Linked DNA regions of Mus musculus: all the other regions are linked to region 3. Evidence: chromatin contacts called from public promoter capture Hi-C data. All regions are on one chromosome and are shown on one strand. The core of a region is the stretch at or near the end of the contact, and the rest is flanking DNA. Distances in the headings are between cores, read along the strand shown. Region 1 overlaps Gm36419 (a long non-coding RNA gene). Region 2 has its middle 18 kb from the start of Gm36419. Region 3 holds the start of Papss2 (3'-phosphoadenosine 5'-phosphosulfate synthase 2).

What was found. Promoter capture Hi-C pulls out the DNA fragments that hold promoters and counts their contacts.
Region 1: a contact with region 3 is called in a promoter capture Hi-C map of liver, with 3 times the contacts expected there. A contact is called at or near these places in 6 of 39 promoter capture datasets (3T3-L1-derived adipocytes, the C10 cell line, hippocampal neurons and 2 more), 5 of 484 Hi-C or Micro-C datasets (cortical neurons, embryonic stem cells, granulosa cells and 1 more), 4 of 130 datasets of targeted methods (embryonic fibroblasts, embryonic stem cells, intestinal villus epithelium and 1 more) and 3 of 9 other capture datasets (adipose tissue, liver and pancreatic islet).
Region 2: a promoter capture Hi-C map of liver shows a contact between it and region 3. A contact is called at or near these places in 8 of 39 promoter capture datasets (the C10 cell line, cranial neural crest, embryonic stem cells and 4 more), 18 of 484 Hi-C or Micro-C datasets (8-cell embryo, the AML12 cell line, the G1E-ER4 cell line and 7 more), 9 of 130 datasets of targeted methods (the HPC-7 cell line, bone marrow-derived macrophages, embryonic stem cells and 3 more) and 4 of 9 other capture datasets (adipose tissue, embryonic stem cells, macrophages and 1 more).

Annotation. Positions count from the first base shown.
Region 1 is chr19:32,549,667-32,552,809 of GRCm38.p6, forward strand. Gm36419 (a long non-coding RNA gene) reads left to right here. Exons shown (of 4, transcript XR_877812.1): 3 at 2,990-3,044. Among named protein-coding and RNA genes, the nearest start is that of Gm36419, 7.9 kb to the left of the region's middle.
Region 2 is chr19:32,523,410-32,526,523 of GRCm38.p6, forward strand. No RefSeq gene overlaps it. Among named protein-coding and RNA genes, the nearest start is that of Gm36419, 18 kb to the right of the region's middle.
Region 3 is chr19:32,618,507-32,621,270 of GRCm38.p6, forward strand. It overlaps Papss2 (3'-phosphoadenosine 5'-phosphosulfate synthase 2), which reads left to right and starts at 1,499. Exons shown (of 13, transcript NM_011864.3): 1 at 1,499-1,680. The coding sequence starts at 1,648.

The DNA of each region.
Region 1 (3,143 bases), core at 590-3,089, 68 kb before region 3:
ATGCTTAACAGTGAGATGACCAAATGACTGGGTATAGAGTCCTAGATACAAATGTCCCTTCTTTAAGCACATTGATGTTTGGCCTCCAGTGTGGTTGCCAATTGCATTCTTCTTGCTCCTCAGTATGCCTTTTCCTTCCCATAGCTTTCTCTCTCACATGGGATTTGATGTGATGCCTCTATGGGTATGCTTGTGTTTGTATTTTCATTCCCTTCCAGCTGTATTCTAGGAGCTAATTTTTTACTGGCCAGTTAATTATCCAGCCTCCAACCGTGTGGGAGCTGCTACTAATTTCATCTATTAATTTTCTAGTGTCGTAGCATCCTTTTTAACTTGAAGCTTTCTGTTGTCTCCTGGCTTTTACCTCCACCTGATTGTATTACTTTAAGGACTCCTTGAATCTCCTTACTGGGACACTGGCCTTCCAGGCCAGCATTTGCAGAGATCGAAGAGAAAAAGATTGATTATGAATTCATTGAATTAGAACCATGCCTCAACTACTGTTATAAATCATAATGTAAATATCTGACATGACTCCTGTAAAACGGTCATTCGACCCAAAAAGGGGGTCGCAACCCTCAGGTTGAGAACGGCTATCCTAGAAACTATTAGAATGGCATTCCTTTCAAGAAGAGCTGGGAAGTTAATTTCTTTTTCCTCCCCTTCAGACCTCAGCTGTGAGACTAAAAGACACAGGTTTGGAGATGAAATATGACCAGGTAGACAAGACAGGACTCACAGAAGCTATGGCTTCTGGCATCCACAGGGTTCTAATCTGAAGGGTGACTAATGAGCCAACATCAGCTGCAGGAAGTAAGGTACACGTGGCGTTTGATGTTGGAAATCTGAATTCCATAATTAGGGTAAGCCGTATTTGCTTTGGGAGAGAGTTAACTGGCATTTCCCCTTGGGAGCAGCTGTCTGTACCTGGGCCTTGCTGCTTAGTGAAAAGTGCCTGGTTTTGCTAGATGGTTGCTCAATACAGACTAAAAACAAACATGGTCCAGCTGGCTCCAACTAGTGCCCAGGAGCGTTTATCTAGGTTTACTACTAGAGAAGCATCCAACTGCAGGACAAGGTCAGAAAAATAAAATGCGCTGCTGCCTCCACCTTTGCTCTGTGTTCACCTTATTTCCACTCCCCCCTAAGCCCTGCAAGGGGATAGCTTACTCTGCAGAAATTGTCTTAAGATTTGTAGTAACCATAGATAAATTAGCGTCTGCCTGGAGATCATGAAATACTGTGGATGAGGACAGAAAAACAGAACCATTTGGTTTTCTAGAAGTTTTTTTTTTTTATCTTAGTTAGAGATGTGTGAGTAGCTTACAGCCTCCATCACCTTGAGTGATGGATAGGCTTTGTTAATAATAGATTATTATATGTCAACCTTAAGCAACTTAATGAGTCATTTATTTCTCTGTAGGTTTGAGAAAAATTGTTCTGTCAAGATATCAATAGGCGCAAACAGACTTATCGGGAAGCAGGGTACCTGTTTAGCCTTATAACCAGAGGCACTGGCAGAATATATGTTGGTTGGAAAACCTGTTTTACAACTGGGTTTTCTTTCTCTTTGGGGCAATCCATGACTCGGATGAATTACTAAAAAACTTTTCTAGAACGTCCCAAACCACTCGTCAAGTTATTAATGACATTTCAAAATTATATTTTATTAGAAACGTCTGTGCGATTAAAATGATGGCTCAATATTGAACGCATCCTAGAAACTACTGGTCTTCTCTATGAGATTTAATTATAGCTTTTTCAAAGTTTAATTTTAAGACCTGGGGGTTGGGGGAATAGAAATCAAACTCACCCGTTGCTCAACCTTGTCCTAGTCTGTGATGTGGGTGGCTTTACTGAAGTGCACTGTTTCTAACAGCACCCCCTTTATACACAGTTATTCACACAGTTTTCCAAGTAATCCTAGAACTGACTCAAGATTTCTGAATGTGTTGGGCAGGAGATGTGTTTTGGGCTGACTCATAAACGTAAGATTATTCTGGTCTTGAATAGAAGCAGCAGACTTGTTCTGGCAGACATGAATAACTGATTTAATGTTATCAAGCTCGGGATAAGCAGTAAACACAGTGAGAACAGACCTGGCTTAAAGTCCACAGTGACCTCTTTCAACATGGTTTAGCTCATGGCTCAGCTACTGCCAGAAAAAAACCAAACACTTTTATATTAGATACAGCTGCCAAACGCCATTTAGATAGCACAATAATGTGATGTTTTGTCTCTCCAATATGTGTATGCAGGTAGAAATGAGCCACATTATTTATTAAACAAATGAAAACCTAAACAGCTTTTGGGATTACCACAAAAACCCCACTAGGAAATCATACATACAGAGTATGTGATAAATCCCTTACAAGGTAGCTGGCTAAGCGTGAGTGCCTATTGGACCTTATAGGTTGTTAGCCATTGCTGTGAAACAAACTATCCCAAACTCGAGAGGCTTGAAATAGTTACTAATTATTGTTTGAGAGTTTATCAACAGCTGGATGGTTCTATTCACTGTGGCTGGACTCTGTCATGAATTTTCAGTCATCTGGGCTACATTTGTACTCTACTTCTGGTCTGGGATTGGGCTTACTCACAGGGTTAGAGCCTCTCTGGATGGCTGGAATGACTCAATTCTGTTCCATGTTTCTCATCCTTCAGCAGGCCAGCATGCATGGTTCACAAGGCAGTCACAAGACTCTGAGAGATGGACTTGAAGCAGCTTGGAATTCATAAGTGTGTGTGTATGTGTGTGTGTGTGTGTGTGTGTAGTCATACACAGCATATCCTAGGGTGGCCCATTTTCAAGGGGGTAGGAAAGGTATATTCTACTTTTTGTGGGTGGGGACTAAAAGTCACATTACAAAGGGAAGTTTGGACAGTTGGAACTAGTTTTGTAATGAGTGCCTCCATTAACATGAGCGTACAGAGGAAATGAAAAAAGTTGGTTTATAAATTAACCTTTTCTGTTGCCTTTATTTTTCAGATTTGAATTTGCCCTTTGAATCCTTGGTGGCATATGGTGGAATTGTGGCTAGCAGGTATGAGAGAGAGAGAGAGACAGAGACAGAGACAAAGACAGAAACAGAGACAGACAGAGACAGAGAGAGTGAGCGCGAGTCTGCATGTGTGTGTGCATG
Region 2 (3,114 bases), core at 67-2,566, 95 kb before region 3:
AGGACCCTACCCCAGATAGCACTGAAGGAATGTATCAATTTGCATTTTTCCATATACTGGCTGACACTTAAGCCAGCAACATTGGCTGATATGCTGTCTTTTTTTCACTGGATGGTTTTGGCTTCTTTGTCACAGATCAAGTGACCATAGGTGTGTGAGTTCAATTGTGGCTCTTTAATTCTATTCCCTTGAACTACCTGTCTCTCTCTGTGTACCAATACCATGTGGTTTTTAGGACTAAAAAAAATCAAACTTTCCAACACAATAAAATCCAAAGATATACGAATTTGATACTTTATATGGTATGCCACTGTGCCTAGCTTTGTGAACCGGTGAGTTTATCAGGCTTACCTAATGGAATACAGAGGACCCTTAAAACACCAGCATCACTGGAAGTCCCAACCAAGCACGAGTGTAGACCTCTCAAACACTGCAAAGATAGAGGCCCCTTTGCCTAACTGTTTACCGCCTAGTCACCCGAGGTAGCAGTGTGCAGCTGTGTACAGTTGCATGAGGGAACAAGTGCTGCTTAGGAGGTAGGGCGTGGCTGGCCTCCCTGGTAAGTCTCTGAAGCTTTCCCTTCCTCCTATGAATGACTGTGCATAGTCTTGCTGCCATTTCCTGCCAGTACTCAAAGCTGCTGATTCAGATGCTAACGGCCATGCTATGCTCAGAGGACAACATTCCACAGCAGTCTCACTCTTACAAAAAAAAAAGTGCTAAAAGCGTGTCTAGCAGACCTCCACGTTGCTTCAGACACCTCTTTCCACCTCCCAAAATCTCTGATTACTGTGTATGTATGTCATAAGCACTTTCCTAGATGGATACCTGTGTTCATTGGCATTCGCTCAAACACGTGTACAAGAGCCAGTCCTAAGGGAATCATCTCATGTAACGTTATAGCATACCCTAAAATTCTCCTACCCAGCGATAGACGTGGTGTTAGATTATAAATAGGTTCTGTATATTATAGAATAGCACTGGGCGGGGACCATACCTACACCTGAGAAGCCCTGGAGCACAGGAAGATTAAGTTTTCCACTTCATCCTGATACTGCGGTTAGTGCTATGAGGCCCATCTGGCCAGTGAGAAGATGGTGGAAGTTAGTGGTGCTATTTTATATTTCCTATAACACTTTAGGCTCCATCTAAATTGGCTTCAGCTCCCTCGGGACTAGCAGTGGAATTAGGACACGTTTATTTGGGGCTTTGTAGTCTGTTTCCATGATGCAGACTAATTGTGAACTACTGGACTCTCTGACTGCATCCCTGCCATAGAAATGTGTTCCAGATGCTGCTGCCCTTTGCCCCCTGGGGCCACTGGCTGTAATTGCTGAGACCAGGAAGTTGTAAGAAATGGAAGCTAGAAACAACTTAGGATGGGAGCCTCATGTCCAACCTCTTCAGTTTCTCCTGTCTCCCATGCCAGCTGATCGAACCACATGCTTAGTCTAGAAGGTTTTTTTGTTTGTTTGTTTGTTTGTTTTTTAGTTCATCAGGGGGTTGGACAGGCTCTTGATTCTTTTCTCTTAATTACACTCATTTATTTGTTGGGGTAGGAGGTGCATGCCGCTGTGTACTTGTGAAGGTCAGAGGACAACTTGTGGGAATCGGTTCTCTCCATCCGACATGTGGGTCTCCAGGATGGAGCTCATTGTTGGCCATGGAAGCAAGTGCCTTTACTCTCCGAACCATCTTGCTGGTCCAAGTTCATTGATTCTTGTATTAAACCATAACCTAGAATTATATCTGAAGTTTTTCAGAGCAAGGCACATGTACTGGCTGGTTTTGTGTGTCAACTTGACACAGGTTGGAGTTATCACAGAGAAAGGAGCTTCAGTTGAGGAAGTGCCTCCATGAGATCCAGCTGTAAGGCATTTTCTCAATTAGTGATCAAGGGAGAAAGGCCCCTTGTGGGTGGGACCATCTCTGAGCTGGTAGTCTTGGGTTCTATAAGAAAGCAAGTAGGGCAAGGTAGGGGAAGCAAGCCAGTGAGTAACATCCCTCTGTGGCCTCTGCATCTGCTCCTGCTTTCTGACCTGCTTGAGTTCCAGTCCTGACTTCCTTTGGTGATGAACAGCAATTTGGAAGTGTAAGCTGAATAAACCCTTTCCTCCCCAATTTGCATCTTGGTCACGATGATGGTGCAGAAGCAGAAACCCTAAGACAGCACAGCTCACACCTGTTGGAAGTTATTAAAATAAGGTGCAATCTATACCTTGCTGTAATTCCATATAGAGCCAAGTTGCAGCATATGTTTATTGATTTTATTTAAAAAAAAAAGAAAACCCCACCTGTTAGAGCAATAATTGTGACTCTGGCATGAGATTACATACCAGAGGTTAAAAATGCTGTGTGCTCATATGTTTTATGTGCATGCTGTGTATGTGTTAATTAGGTTTTAGCCCCATTTTTTATATGTCCGAAATCTTAGGAGAATTCTCAAAGAAAGAAGATATCTACGTTTGACCTCCATCTCAGTCCTCACTCAGTGACACAGCTGTCATCTATATAGGCCAGACCTCACTGTCCCACTACTGAAACCTGTTGATTCCATAAAGCAGGTGGCTTGAACAGAGAGATGGATGAAAACGTCAGGGCTCTGCCACCAACTTGCCATAAGCTGCCTGTACTGCCTCGTGGCAATGATCTCCATCCTTCCTCGTCCCCATGTAATGGAGTATGCCTTCTGCCTGTTGCAGTAGCTCTGTGAGGGGCAGCAATCACCATACCACCACCCCACTGTTTGACACGAGTAGAGTCTGGTATTCCTGAGGTAACCCTTTCTAAATCTGTATCTTTGTTGCCCTGCTTCCTTCTGGGCAGTCCTCCCATGGGGCCACTTTCCTTTTGCACCCACATTTCAGCCATTTTACCCCCTGCTCCTTCATGGCATGGTCTTACACCCTCTCTCATGGGGAAAATCCTTTCTCCTTCACAGTGTTTCTTGCCCTGGAGAATCCTAAAAGTCCCACTTCTGTCTCCCTGCCCAGCCATTGGTCGTTGGCAGCTTTATTTCACAATCAGAGCCAACTGGGGGCAGGCTTCCTGTAGCCTATGTGTGCGACACTGTAAATGGGTTTCTTGGGTAACACAGTTAGCATGAGCACACAA
Region 3 (2,764 bases), core at 249-2,748:
TGGCCTCAAACTCATAGCAATCCTTCTGCCTCAGCTTCCTGGGTGTTAAGATTAGAGGCATGAACTAAAAGGATTCAAGTATGAGGTTTTGGTAGCTCAATGAAGAAAGAAATCTAGCTTCCACAAACTCATATCTAACCTTGGGTCTTAGTTAGGGTTTACTGCTGTGAACAGACACCATGACCAAGGCACTTCTTATAAGGACATTTGATTCAGGCTGGCTTATAGGTTCAAAGGTTTAGTCTATTATCAAGGCAGAAATATGGTAGCATCCAGGAAGGCACAGTGCAGGAGGAGCTGAGAGTTCTATGTCTTCATCTGAAGGCAGCTAGCAGAATACTGGCTTCCAGGCAGCTAGGATGAGGGTCTTAAAGCCCACACCCACAGTGACACACCCACTCCAACAGGGTCACACCTTCTAAAAGGAACGAGCATATACAATCACAGTTGTCACTAAAGCCTTGTCCTGGAGTCATGTTTTCTGTTTAAAGGTTCCCAAATGGCTCCATTTGTTTAACCAATATTTCTAAATCCCCAGAAATCCTTTGCAGACTCAGGCAGGGTTTCCCATTTTCAAAGCATAGCTGAAAGTTGAACTGGCAGGAGACGAGCATGTCTTTAGGCCATGGCATCTTTGCTCTTTCTGTCTGGTTCCATCTTTACCACAGGCGAATGAAGAAACCTAAGGACATTTTGTCTTGTTTCAGTTTGTTCTCTTGATTGAGGAATCTCCTCGACCCATGTGGCACCTTCATTTTAATGTTTTTAGGAAAAGAAATGCCAAGTTCATATTTTGTTTTGTTTTGCTTTGTCTATAAAATCTTCAGAAAAGCACGGGTTGTTGGTTTTTTTTTTTTTCTCTGTGTTTTGTCATCCAGAGACACTCAGATGGGGACATCAAGAAGTCTCTGGGATATAAGCGAAGAGCTATGAACATGTCACCATCTGTCCATTTACCATATGATATGAGGTTCTCTGCTCTTGTGTCTTTCCTTGGGCATTTCAGGAAGTTTTTTAATTCTACCAATGTCCTGTTGGCTTGGTATAATGACAAGAACTCATGGGGCACTGCCTCTGCCTGTCAGGAGCCCACACCTTATCCCATCAAAACTACATGCTGGGTAGGCACCCAGAGGACATCATGGTCCGTACTTCCTGAGCTAGAAAATAAGGAATAATTTATTCCTTTATAGATTCCAGTATAGATTTAAAAAAATTAATAACAGAGGTGATTAGGTATATATGTGTAGGTATGTTTTAGTTATTGTTTTTCTCCAAGCAGTTTATTAAAGTGTGCAGGCTGACCTCCGTAGATCATTGGCCTTTCCTTCCACACTAGAATTTGTGAGTTGTGCCAGCCAGAAGAGGAATGGCAGGGTTCCAAAAAAAAAAAAAAAAAAAAAAAGAGTCCTTGCTCATTGGTTGATAGAGGGGGAGGGTGCTGCAGTAGAAAGTCTGAATTCAGGGTTCTGGAGTGTGAGGTTGCCTTCTCTTCCCCATTCCCATTCACACCCACCTCACAGACCTTCACAGACTCTGCAGCTCATTCATTCACCCCAATGGCCAGCAAAGCCAGTTTGTAACCGAGTATTCTCAACATCAGATATCATGTCTTGGAGGAAGTTACCTAAACTCTGAAGAATTATCATGTCTGCAAATTTCAAAATGAACCATAAAAGAGTAAGTAAGCCCTTGAAATCTGGCAACTTTATCCAGGTGTCTGACGTTTTGCTGCTATGGTCTCAACAGTTTTTGTTGCAGACTTCCTGCTGGTATAGTAGAAAGCTTCAGCAGTGGCCTTACTGGTTGTGTGTCTGGGCTGCCTTCTGACACTCCAAATTATTACAATTCTTAGTAAATAGCTGGTGCTTAATAATTTTTATTTTTTAATTTTAAAGGGATAAAGTAGCTTAAAAATAGTATGATTCTATAACCAAGGTATAAACACAAAGTTATATATACGAAAAGGTAATGTAACTGGTGGTATATTTAGGTTTGTAACTGGTTAGTTTACTTAATAAAACAAGATCATGTAAGTAAACAATTTAATTACCAAACAGGTCATTCCTACTTCAGTAAGAAGTGAATAGCCAGGATTAAATAGTGGTTAAATAATAGTAGTCTTATCACAATTAATTTAGATTCCTCTCTGAAGTTTAAATTTTGTTTAATATTATTTATTTGATATAACACACTAATTTTTACAGCAGCTTAATTGAAATATAATTATTATACAAATGTTTGATATTAGATGTGTTTCTTTTGCTGAGTTTGGACATATATAAATCACCTGTCTCAGGTTTTTAGCCATAAACTGTATTCAAATCTACAACTAAACACACTTTAAAATATTTCTTAGCCTGGAGAAACATCTCAGAGGTTCAGGTCCTGGATTCTGTCCCCAGCATCCACATGTGAGCTTACAACTGTCTGTAACTCCAGTTCCAGGTCATCTGACACTCTCTTCAGGCCTGTGTGTTGCGGGAAATATTAAAAAACGACCGGCTCGCCCCAGCTGCCTGGTTGGCCATGCACTGGCAGGCAATGGCCGACCTGTTTTATTTCGTGGAGACTCTCTGGCCTTGAGCTCCCAAAACATTCCACCCAGCTCGCTAAGTTTCTACTGGCTGGTCGTTACCACGCCAGCCCCACGCTTCAACTCTCCCTCCCCGCCCCCCCTCCCCACGACCTTTGTGGTACACATCAGGTGCAGACCCACTCTTTGCTACTCTTTGAACCCAGATGAGCCACCACATGAAGGAAA